Regions from separate parts of the Mus musculus genome. Here region 1 is linked to region 2. The links are chromatin contacts, called in public HiChIP or PLAC-seq maps. All regions are on one chromosome and are shown on one strand. Each heading gives the region's core, a stretch centred on a gene start, on an enhancer-like site or on the middle of the called end of the contact. The rest is flanking DNA. Distances are from core to core; before and after follow the strand shown.

Region 1 (6,074 bases), core at 2,533-5,032, 900 kb before region 2:
GGTATGCCCATGCAATGAAATACTAGATCAATAAAAAGGTATGAACTTATCAACATAAGTAAGCATATTTGTGCTGAAAGAAGCCAGGTAGGAACTGAAATTCAACTAGTTTCCTAGATTCTAGAGGATCTTCAATTTAGACACACAAATCAAAAATCTGACTCTAGGGTTCATATATAAATGAGAGCATGAAACTTCTGTCATTCTGGGTCTAAGTTAATTCAAATTTAGTGTATGGCTGGGGAGCACATATACTAAATGAATATAGTATCAAAATGGCTAATGAAGTCAAATCTCTATCACCAAAGATTAGCACAGCTCTCAGACTCAATCAGAGAAGTTTCTTTGTGTGGGGCACAGTGGTTAAAGGAGAAACTTATAATAGGTCAAAATGTAAAGATTAAGTGTTTATAGATTGTTCAGCAACAGATGGGACATCTGTATTATATCCCTTCCGTTCAAGGCTCAGGGACCACCAAGGATGAAAGGCAGAAAGACTAAGAGCTAGAGGTTAAGAAGAAGCAGAACCTAACAGTGTCTTCTGGACATGGCAGAACTGCTGTCCTCACAGCAGTTGTGCTAGTCTGCACAAGACCTGCACAAGATCAAGCCAGCCAGCATCCCAGCATGGAGGGAGGGCCTCGGGAACCTTTATGTGAGCCTTTGACAGCTGAAGCTTTCTGAGAAAGGCAGAGGCCAGGCCCAACACATGAGTAAATGGGCATCACAAACTGTACTCAGAGGACAAAGTCAGGAGAGGGGGAGATGAAGATCTTCGGAGGAGGAGGAGTATGGGGTGAACATAATAAAAACACACTATATACACATATAAAATCCTCAAAGAATCAAAATATATTAAAAATATGAAATCCAAATATGTTTAATTCTGCTTATATGACAATATCGGAATGCAGGCTAACAGTGACAATGCAGAAGGGCAGTTGCCTGGAGTGAGGGAGAAAACACAAGAAACAGGAGAGAGGAACACAAATAGTCTCACACAACTCAGGAGTGACGGCTAAGTTTATCTTAATTGTGTTAATGATGTCACAGGTCCATTATGAATACCCACGCCTAGAAAACTGTATATTTAAAAATTATAACTTGAAATTCTTCAATTTAAACCACACTTGAGTTACTCCTATATATACATGAGCTGCATTTATTTAGTAAATTACGTAAAAATGAACCATGGGCTTGCCACCCAAAACATAAGCTCAAAACCTGGCCCTCTTGCTCTCATTTCATCCCAACCCACTATCCTGGCTTCCCAACAAGATGGCCTTTACTTTAGATCTTGTATTCAACCCCCTGCTTTGCCTTCTGGATATAGATTTAATTCCGTCGATGTAAGTTAAGAAATATGTAAGTCATTTAAAAATAAAAACAGTACCATAGGATGTACACTAATGTTTTAGGATTTACATGCTTGTTAATGAATTTCTGACTGTATATATGAAAGAATTTTTCTAGGAAACAACTGAGTTTTAGAACACATCAAGATTCGGCTCTAAGAGATATTACTAAACTTCCTTCCCATCAATGTGCTACACCAACGATACTTTTATTATCAATGAAGGAGACATTGTAGATTCATGTATGAATTTTGCTAACTGAATGGTAAAAGAGAACATCTCACACTGTGATTTTTAGTGTTTTTAGATGTTTACTGACCAAGGGTATGTTTGTGATTGATTTTGTATGGAATATGAAACAATGACAACTATAGATATTATCTTTAGGAATATTCAATTTTCTTCCATTCTGTTATAAACTAATACAATATACAAGTGTAGGGTGATGGTTTGTATATTCTTGGTCCAGGGAGTGGCACCATTTGGAGGTGTGGCCTTGTTGGAATAGGTGTGTCGTGGTTGGAGTCACTGTAGGTGTGTGCTTAAGATCCTCACCCTGGTTGCCTGGAAGTGAGTCTTCCACTAGCAGCCTTTGGATAAAGATGTAGAACTCTCAGCTCTGCCTGTGTCAAGCCTGTCTGGACACTGCCATGCTCCCACCTTGATGATAATGGACTGAACCTCTGAACCTGTAAGCCAGCCCCAAGTAAATGTTGTTTTTTATAAGACTTGCCTTGGTCATGATGTCTGTTCACAGCAGTAAAACCCTAACTAACCCTCTTTTTGAATTCTCTCTTCCACCTATCATGTTATCCATTCCTATGCAGACATCATAATATGTAAACCTGCACATTAATAATTTTGATGGTTATGGTCAGGATGTATTGTATGAGAGAAAAATAAGTAAAAAATTAAAAAAAAAATTGTGATCTCACCCTTCAATTCAATGAAATCTAGAATCACCTAGGAGATAGGCCCCTGGTCTTGCAATTGGGGGGGGGGGGCGGGTATCCTGACTAGCTTAACTGAGGTGTGAACAGCCACCTACTGTGGGTGGCACCATTTTCTGGGCTGGAGTCCTGGATTGTAAAAATACAAAGGCTGAGAACAAGGTGTTGTTGCTCTGTGCTTCCTGACTGTGGAGTCAGGGTGGCCGACCAGCTGCCTCAGGCTTCGGTTCCTTTTAAACTTCTGTACTGTGGTGGACTGTACCCTTGACCTTGGAACCAGAATAACACTTTCCCCCTTAAAGCTGTGCAGCAACAGGGAAAGGAACTAAGATACCATGACCGCTTTTGTGCCTCCAGTGTCCTGGCCCCTCTTTTCATCAAGATGAAGAAGAACCTTGCTGGAATTTTCACTGACAAGCTTCTGAGTCTGTAAGTTAAGGTGAAGAAAACGGACATTTCCATAGTGCTCTATTACTGAGAACATCTTCATAATTCTTTTGTGTGGAGGACTTGAACTAGTTTGTTAGATTTATTCCCAGGCATTAAGGCAACTTCTATTGTAAATGATGTCTTATTTACATTTTTAGTTGCTTGATATGAAAAAAAAGAGTCTGATTCAGTACTCTATTATTTCTAGATATGTAATTTCCTGGGGTGGGTTCCAAGGATAAAAATTATATTAATTTTAAATTTATAGTCTTACTTCTTACTTTGCAGCAATTTTGTGTCTGTATTTTGTCACACCATGCTTTTTGGATCCTCAAGGAAACCCTGGCAGGAGATAACGCTTCAGCACCTCTCTCCTCCCCCCCCCCACTTTTTTTTTTTTTAACTTCAATGAGTCAAAAGTTTTATTTACCTTTATTTTAGATTTTACTTCTTGGCTTCTTTGGATTAATCAATAGCAAACAAATAAGTGAATATAGATAGTAATTAACTGAATGCTTCAGTTCAAGAATCTTGAAATTTAAAGTATTAAGAATTTCTGTTTCATCCTAACCCCAAATGAGTTTTTAAAGCAATCAAATCACTGCTATTTTATTCTTGAAGTTGAGTCAGTTCAGTTTACTTTATTGTTTGCAGCTTCATCAAAATTCTGAACAAGCTTGCCCTCTTCCTCCAGCAGCAAGTTGTGCTTTTCCATTGAATCTGCCAGGGCCCTGTAGTTTGTCAGTGCCAAGCTGGGTTAAGATCCTGGGTGGCATTTCTGTCAGCTGCTGTCCCACAGTGGCTGGGAATCCTGAAGTGTGTGTGTTGCCAGAAATGTCTGAATGTTAGTTCTATTCTGCAGTTTGCAACATACTAAACTTTTACACTGGCTATTGCTTACTCCTAACATCATTAACATCATAACTAGAGATTGAAAGTATTTGCTATAATAGAGCCATTTGAAAGCATTTCTTTCACTGGTGCACAACTGTGTATTGATATGGTTAGTTTCTTTGGTTTATCATGGGTTCTTTTACTTTGATGGAAATGAGACCTCTTAAGGGACTAGAGTTGGTTGTGGTGAGGTGTCAGGGAGACTAGCTTCTGATGTTGAAGTTAGTAGCTCCAAAAGAAACTCACAAACAGCTATCTATCCTTGGTGCCTATCTACAAGCCACACCCATGCTGGACTGCAGGAGCCCTCAGTACCTGGAGTTCCTCTTGGCTCTTCTCATCCTGCACCCTGGGCCATTCTACTGGACATGGTCTGTCTACCACTTACTTACTTTCTCTCTCTCTCTCTCTGTCATCTTCTCCCTCTCCCTCAACTCTTCCAGACGCCTCTGCCTGTACTATCCCTCATCTCTACAATAAAAAAAAACCTTCATCTTAACCATACTTCAGATCAGCTATGCCCTCGCTTTATACAGCAGTCAGACTTTCAACTTCCTCTTCCAACTTAATTAGTACTTAAAAAAGATGTGGAAGAAAGAAAGAAAGAAAGAAAGGAAGGATGGATGGATGGATGGATGGATGGATGGATCGATCAACTGTCTACCCAAAGGGCCTCCCAAGTCATGTTTCTGCAAGGGAGGGATCTGTTTTTGTTGCTCTGTATCCCCACTAGGGAGGTTTCCAGTTGGTTTTGGCCACTGAATAGAGTGTAGCGCAGTTGTGGATAGCCCTGGGGCTAGTTATATTTGACGTTAATTCCGTTCTGGTGAGTGGTTGCAAACAAAGAATGAATCAGCACTCAGGTGATTTCCTGTAAACCTGCTTCCCACCTTAATTTGTAAAATTAATTGTAAAATAAAGGAGAGATGTTGATTTGGCAGATAAAAGGGAAGGTGGAGATAAAAGGGAAGGTGGGGGAGAGAAAGAGAAAATGGAAGAGTGAGAGGACACAGAGGAGGAGGAAGAAGAAGAAAAGTGAAGTAGAAGCACATGGCTGGAGAAACCGAAAGTTCTAAGGGGTCTCATAGATGTGAAAGATGGTAGTGTAGTGGTAAATCTGCCGTGTTGTGTTTTCATTGCCGGAGCATATTTGGGTTGGAGAGATTTACTGCAACATAGCACACTGCATCTTTTCAGTTTCCCTAGTAGTACATCGCCTCAAGTATCTCTCCATTCACTCGTCTGATGAAGGTTTGTTATCCTTCATCAGTGCCTGCCCATCTCTCTTGCTCACACTTTAAATCAAATCTGTTCTTACCCTACAGCTGAGTTAAATTAGCCACGTTTAGTGTCACTCGTTGTTCAGACATGATTGTTTTGTAGAGACTTTCTTGATGTAGCTTTTCTCAGTCCCTTAACATTGTCTTTCATAAGTAGGAACTTTTATTCATAATGGTATTAGTTATAGCTTTCATGGATTATGTCTTTGGTTTTATTTAAAAGCAATACTATGCCTAAAATTATCTAGCTGTTTGGTTTGTTTATTGTGGTTTTTTTGGTAAATCCCTAATCTCTACACTTTGATAAAACCTACTACTACAATGTCATCCTTTATTTTATTTAAGTCATTATATAGTACACATGTGTTAGTGTACACAACTAAGAATAAATTACAATAAATGGATATTTCTTTAAGATGAATTCAAGTGGAAGTCTCCGCCATTGGTAGAAGTTATCTGTGGTGGTTTGAGTGAGAATAACCACCACAGGCTCATCTAGTTATTTCCATGCTGGTTTCCAGTTGGCCTGTTTGAAAGGGGTGTGGCCTTGTTGAAGAAGGCATGTCCCTGAGGGTAGGCTTTGAACCTTCAAAAGTCCATGCCAGTGTCTGTCCGTCTATGTATGTATGTATGTATGTATGTATGTATGTATGTATGTATGTATGAATGTATGTATGTATGTATGTATGCATGTATGAATGTATGTATGTATCTATGTCTATCTCTATCTGTATTTCTATCTCTTTTTCTCTCCCTCATTCTGCCCTCTCTCCTATCTGTCTGCTTGCCTATGTTTGCCTGCAGATCAGGAATATAAAGTGCTCAGCTCAGCTACTTCTCATTGCCATAAGTGGAACTATGCCCTCTTTTATGATGATAATGGACAAACCCTCTGCAACTGTAAACAAGCCCTCAATTTAAAAAAGACATGTGAATCTGAGCAAAATTTAATCACACCTCTATTGAGGTTATTCTCTCTTAATCTGTTGTTAATATGATCAGTTAGGTGGCTCCGTGGCTTAGTTGGCTAAAGCGCCTGTCTCGTTAATATGATCAGTTACATATACGGATTTTCTTGTAAGAAACTATACTAGCATACTTTCAATAAATTCAACTTGGACAAACTTTATTAACTTTACTTTTTTACAGAAAATTAGCTTTGATTT
Region 2 (6,050 bases), core at 89-2,588:
GACCCATGAAGACTCTCTCTAGACTATATTTTCAAAGTAAAGCTCCTAGTTTATAGAGTGAACACTTTTTTCAATTTCAGGAGTAATGTTCTCCATAACAGCTATATTACTTCATGTTTCTGCCAGGAATACATAGATATTTTCCCAATTGTGTGTGAAAATGGATCATTTGTTCAAAAATAAAAATAATAGTGTCTAGTTCATTATTTCATAATTTGAATTCTCCACTTGGGTAGGGTAATATTGCTCAGCATTTACGTATCCTTCTCTTGGTTTCTGTATGTATTTGCCAGAGCACAGACCTCAGCACAGCAAGGACTGTACCAGGCACTGGAGGACACAAAGACAAACGAGAAACTTCTCTACACTCAAGGACCCGGGAGGATTCCCCAAGGAACTTAAAACTCACTGCCGTGTCTGCACTTCTACAAATTCATTAATCAGAAGAAAGAAAGTTCACCAGAATTTACTTATGAAAAGATCACTTCAAGAACTTTGGGAAGGTCCGGAAACACTTGCCCCTCCGGAAGGGAGAGCCTAATTAACATTTCTCAATCAACAGGGCGGAACCAACCTGTGGGTAGAAACACATTCACACACACACACACACACACACACACACACACACACACACACACACAGAGAGAGAGAGAGAGAGAGAGAGAGAGAGAGAGAGAGAGAGATTGGGTTTGTTTTGTTTTGTTTTGCTTTGGTCTTTTCTAGACAGGGTTTCTCTGTATAGCCCAGGCTGTCCTGGAACTCACTTTGTAGACCAAGCTGACCTCAAACTCAGAAATCTGCCTGCCTCTGCCTACTGAGTGCTGGGATTAAAGGCGTGTGCCACCACGCCCGGCATAAATTATAGTTTAAATAATCTTTTCTTGAAACTTGAGATTCAAGTGTCCCCCTTCCTAGAAGACCAGCATTGTGGTTGTCAATACCCATATCTAATTTGATTCTTTTTGTTTGGTTGGTTTTTAGAAATGCAAATTATCTATTCAACTATTCACTTGGGGTTTGTTGGGTATCCGCTGTCTATGAAGGTCTGTCCCTGTATTCTCAATTGTTAATTGTTGTGCTGGTGGCGCCAGGCCTGCAGGATATGTAAATGTTTGTCCTTTCCTGGGCTGCTCAAAAAAGAAAAGACAAGCTGCCGTGGGGGGGTGGGGGTGGGGTGGGGGGTGGGGGGGTGGCGGGGGGGGGGGTGTTTCACACGTAGCCCTCAGTCTGGCCAAAGGGTAACCCTAATCCTAACCCTGGCCTCCAGGTTCTCCCAGCATCCCTCGATATCCACCTGGCATACCACACCCTCTACCCTGAACTTCCCAGCCCAGGAGCTAGGCTAGAATTCTCCCGGAAGCTCTTCCCCATAAAACCCAGACATTTTAGTCTCTGTGCCCACAGTCTCCCCACACAGGAGCAAGCACTTTCTTCTTTCTTTTCCCCCCTCGCTTCTCGCTTCTGTCTCCCTTTCCATGGTGAGTTCCTTGGCCTCCTTGCCTGCCCAAAAGCAGTTTCCCAATAAACCTGCTTATATATACTTACATTGGCTCATTTCACCCGCACAGAAACAACTTATCAATTTTGGCAGGTGGTACTGTCTACCTGCTGAATTTTAGGGCCTTTTAAATAGTCCTTCCATCGTGGAGTCAGTATGCCAAGGCCTGGGGGCTTAGTAATGTCTGGAGCCATTGTGTCAAAATGGAAACTCCCTTAGGTCCTGTAGCCGCCAGAGCCAAAACAAAGTTCTGATCAAGGTCCAATGTTTACTCATGAGTCTGAGCTTATAAAGGGGGGGAAGGGGGACCCATGCCCCACCACGCCAGGATCTCATTGTGCTGTCAGGGTCAGATCGCTGCTTTGTCAGGGTAGTGTCTGGAGAACAGGTCCAGCCTCTCTGCAGGCAGTGGCACTGCAGCTGGGGCAGACAAAAGCCCCTAGGTGGGCTAGTAACTGTGGCAAGCCTGGTCTGAGCAGCCTGCTCAAGGCTGGGAGGAGGGCATGAGATCCCAGCGTAGGTTCAGAGAGTCCTCTTTTCAGGGGCTTCAGAGCCTGCCATGCTCCTCTGACCATTTTCAATCTGAAGACCATTCTTTTTACACAGAAGAAAAGCTGAAGAGTCCAGCTTACCTGTCACTTCACTGTGTGACACAGTCAGCCCCGAGCACTGATGCCTCCTGTCCTCCTGCTCTAAATGTGACATAAAACTCCTTTGCAAACTCTGCTCACTCAGGGTTTCCCGTGCCTGGTGACATTCTCTGTGCACCCTTGTCCTGTTTCCTTCTCTCTATCATGTCTACCTTGTCTGTTACATCCAGAAGTGATCGGAACATTATCCATTCTATCACATCGACTGCTTCAGGCACCGTCTCGCTTCTACTCTGTCATTTTTTAAATTATGTAACTATAATTGAATTTTTGAGGACAGTTCACCTCTCTTGATCATGGAATGTACAGTACAGTACAAAGCAAGGAATAGGCACTTGGTAAATATTTAAAAGGAGATAATATATGAGTAGAATTCTCATTTGATGCCTATCTTTTCTGAAAAATCCTTTCATTTTGGAGGGGAGGTTCTTTTTAAAGACAGGGTCTCATGTAGCCTAGGCTAGCCTTGAACTCCTCATTCCTACTGCTTTTTCTACTCCCAAATGCTGGAGTCACAACCTGTGCCACCATGCCAGCTACATTTATTTTAAAATAACTTTTATGATGAACCTGGTTAGTCGTATTGTTGGTTTAAAGGCAGACAGTTCTACCAGGCACCTTCTTCTTCCTCCTCTTCCTCTTCTTCCTTTCTTCCTTTGTGGAGAGCTTTTTGGAGTGCTGCTTGGTAGGAATCTGACTTTAGTGCATGACAAAGAAGTTCAAGGAGGGACCTGACATTGGCCAAGGACAAGGAAGTAAGAATCTGATTCTAGGGTAGAACCGAGAAGTAGGCTCAGATATCTGGATCATCCTTAGAAGCAGTGATCATCAGAGTGATCATGGGACTTTGTGTTTATTGTCTTGCTTGATTCCTCAATGTACATTGTTCCTCATTTACTAACTTCATGTAATTAAAATGGATTGGGAAAAATTAAACCTGCCTTCAGTCTCCTGATTGACTGGGGTCATGCTATAATGTTGTCTAATTGTCTTTTTTCATTTTAATCCTCACTCCCTCACTGGAGAACCTGTTGACTGAGTGAGCGGGCTTGGTTACTCCTTCTCCTCCTCCTCCTCTTCTTCCTCTTCCTCCTCCTCCTATTTCTCCCTCTCTCCCTGCTCTCTCTTTCTCTTTCCACCTACCCCCTTCTCTTCTACTCTCCACATGTTCCCAGCTGGCCTCTCTTTCTGTCCTTCTCTATCCCCCCTTTTCTCTGCTTCTACTCCCTTTCTAGGTCTCCACTGTCTTTCCTTACCCCACAATAAAATGCCAGATCTGTGATTTCTCAGAGGGACACCTTGAAAGAGCCTGCCAGGTATTCCAGATACTCTGGGTATTTCCTTATTCCTGCTGCCATCACTTTATAGTTCATAACACCCATCATCATAAAAATTATAACAGTCTCCAGACAGTGGTGGCACATGCCTTTAATCCCAGCACTTGGGAGGAAGAGGCTAGCCTGGTCTACAGAGTGAGTTCCAGAACAGCCAGGATTACACAGAGAAATCCTGTCTCAAAAACAAACAAACAAAAAAATTTTTTATAGCAATCATAACTTTAGGTTGCCATTTTCACTGTGTCCCTGTTGCCAGTGATACAGCCTGCAGTGCCAGATGCCTCTCACACCTGTATACAGGATTGTTTTCTTGCCCGTGGGCAACAGTAGAAATAACAACCAGAGACTGAAAAGGTCAGCATAGGAACTTTGGGAAGGTCAAGAAACACTTGCCCCTCTGGAAGGGAGAGGCTAATTAGCATTTCTCTGACCACAGGGCCTGAAGGGACCTTCGGGTGGGGACACATTCCGCAGGACTGACTGTTGCTCACCTTCAGACAAGGGAAGTCCTTGTCACCTCATTCCCTAAAGACCAATAAGTTTAAAGGGTGCACTGTTCCGCCAATCATATTGTGCCTAGTTGCTGATGCATACAAAAAACTGGAGGAACTGGTGCTGGTGGTCGCCACCTCTCCTTCGGGTCTGGGACAACCCCATTGCACATGAACAATAAATTTCTCTTGCTTTTTGCATCGATCCTGGCTCCACGTGGTTCACTGAGGGGGTCCCTGGTAAGCTAAGACTCCCTGGAGTCTTACAAGACAAACATTTTGAAGGAATGCTTGTGTTCTAAGATATGATGTGGCTCTTCTGTATCAGGAGATAATTTGAAAGAGATCCAACTCCATCTCCCTGCTTGTATCTTGTATGAGAACTTCTACTTTCTCTCGCTCTAGATGTGGTTACCTCTGCCAGTATGATGAGGAAACTCATTTATTTCCTGTTGGTCCCCATAAGAGGAGGTTGTTATGAATTCATCACTGTTACCTTTGGGAAAGCTACAAGACAGATACAACCCCCTTCCCTCGACATTTGCTAAAAGGCCCAGCTGTCCCAGAAATGCCTGAGCTATGAGCTGTGGCAAAATTCACCAGAAACACTTCTGGCCAGCTCTGGGCCAAGAGCCTACAAGCCCATGAGGAAAAAAAGCCCACCTTCAGGAGAAGCCAGAGAGCATTGTGGGTAATACCTGGCTATTATTTGACTTATTATATCCTGGGGAATTAGGACTCCCTGAACCTGGCTTAGTGGTTAAGAGTTCTGACTGCTTTTCCAGAGGTCTTGAGTTCAATTCCCAACAACCACATGGAAGCTCACAACCATCTGTAATGGGAACTGATGCTCTCTTCTGGTGTGTCTGAAGGCTGCTATAGTGTACTCATATACATAAAATAAATAAATAACTCTTTAAGAAAAAGATCCATAAAAAAAAAAGAGGTTCTTCTCTCACACATAAATTAAGCATAACCATAATAATTAAAAAAAAAAAGACTCCCTGAACCCTACAAACCTTTCTCAGTCACCTGCATTCCTCTGCTCCTAATGTATCATAATTCAAAAACAAAAAACAATGGGGCTCTCAAAGACTGAACCACCAACCAAAGAGCATACATGGGCTGGACCTAGCACACCAACCCCCCCAAATGTAGCAGATGTGCAGCTTGGTCTTCAGGTGGGTCCTGAACAACTGAAGCAGAGGCTGTCCCTAAAGCTGTTGCCTGTCTATGGAATCTGTTCCCCTAACTCAGCTGCCTTGTCTGGCCTCAGTGGGAGAAGAAGCTCCTAGCCCTTCAGAGACTTGATGTTCTGGGAAGGAGGTACCCAAGGGGGACCTCTATTCTCTCAGAGGGACTGTGAGAGGAGAGGACAGCAATCTAGATGTAAAGTGAATGAATTAAAAATAAATTTTAAAACAAATTAAACAACAAAAAGTGTTCCTATCCAAGAGAGCAGACAAGTTGTATTATATTTTGTATAGTATAAGTATTATTTTGTTAAATTAAGGTCACTGATAATTCCAAGGTGTTTTTTCTATTTGTACATTACTTTTTAATGTTCTAGACAAAACTCAAAACAAACAAACAAAAGGAACTTTATCCCTATTGTCATAGATAAGTCTCCGGCTGCCATACCAAATCCATTCCTACAAAATGCCCACAATGGGGTATCTATGGAGACATAAGGCAGATTTGCCGTTACAATAAGACGCGGGGATGGGAGTAGAGAGTGACTACTAAGGACCCGTTTTTCTGGGATGGTGCCAAAGTGCTGGGTTAGACGGTGGTGTTTGTGCAGGACAGCAGGAAAACACTGAACCCATCCTCTCACGAACTCAGCTAATGACTCACTGAAACGCCCCCGGAAGTGCATTTAAATGACTCACTGTAAAAGGATTGTGTCGCATGATTTTTATCTCAGTGCCTTCGGTTCTGCTTCAGAACTTTAAATTTAGTATTACCAGACATAAAGAGTAAACATAAATCATATACATTTGCAGCAAGGCATGGTGGCACACACCTTTAATTTCAGCACTCGGAGGACAGAGGCAGAGTTGATCTGTACAGT

The links. HiChIP or PLAC-seq counts read pairs in DNA pulled down with a chosen protein or histone mark.
Region 1: an H3K27ac HiChIP or PLAC-seq map of embryonic stem cells shows a contact between it and region 2, with 2.4 times the contacts expected there. The contact joins two enhancer-like sites. A contact is called at or near these places in 1 of 39 promoter capture datasets (3T3-L1-derived adipocytes), 2 of 115 datasets of contacts at active chromatin or transcription factors (astrocytes and embryonic stem cells) and 1 of 9 other capture datasets (macrophages).

What each region holds. Positions count from the first base shown.
Region 1 is chr6:50,167,374-50,173,447 of GRCm38.p6, reverse strand. All of the region lies in intron 6 of Mpp6 (membrane protein, palmitoylated 6 (MAGUK p55 subfamily member 6)), which reads right to left. Among named protein-coding and RNA genes, the nearest start is that of Mpp6, 60 kb to the right of the region's middle. Within about 2 kb of position 3,782, at least 14 of the 459 cell types and tissues checked have an H3K27ac peak or open chromatin away from gene starts, as enhancers often do. A contact at or near this core is called in embryonic stem cells, where this site is marked.
Region 2 is chr6:49,269,894-49,275,943 of GRCm38.p6, reverse strand. No RefSeq gene overlaps it. Among named protein-coding and RNA genes, the nearest start is that of Tra2a, 8.9 kb to the right of the region's middle. Within about 2 kb of position 1,338, at least 23 of the 459 cell types and tissues checked have an H3K27ac peak or open chromatin away from gene starts, as enhancers often do. A contact at or near this core is called in embryonic stem cells, where this site is marked.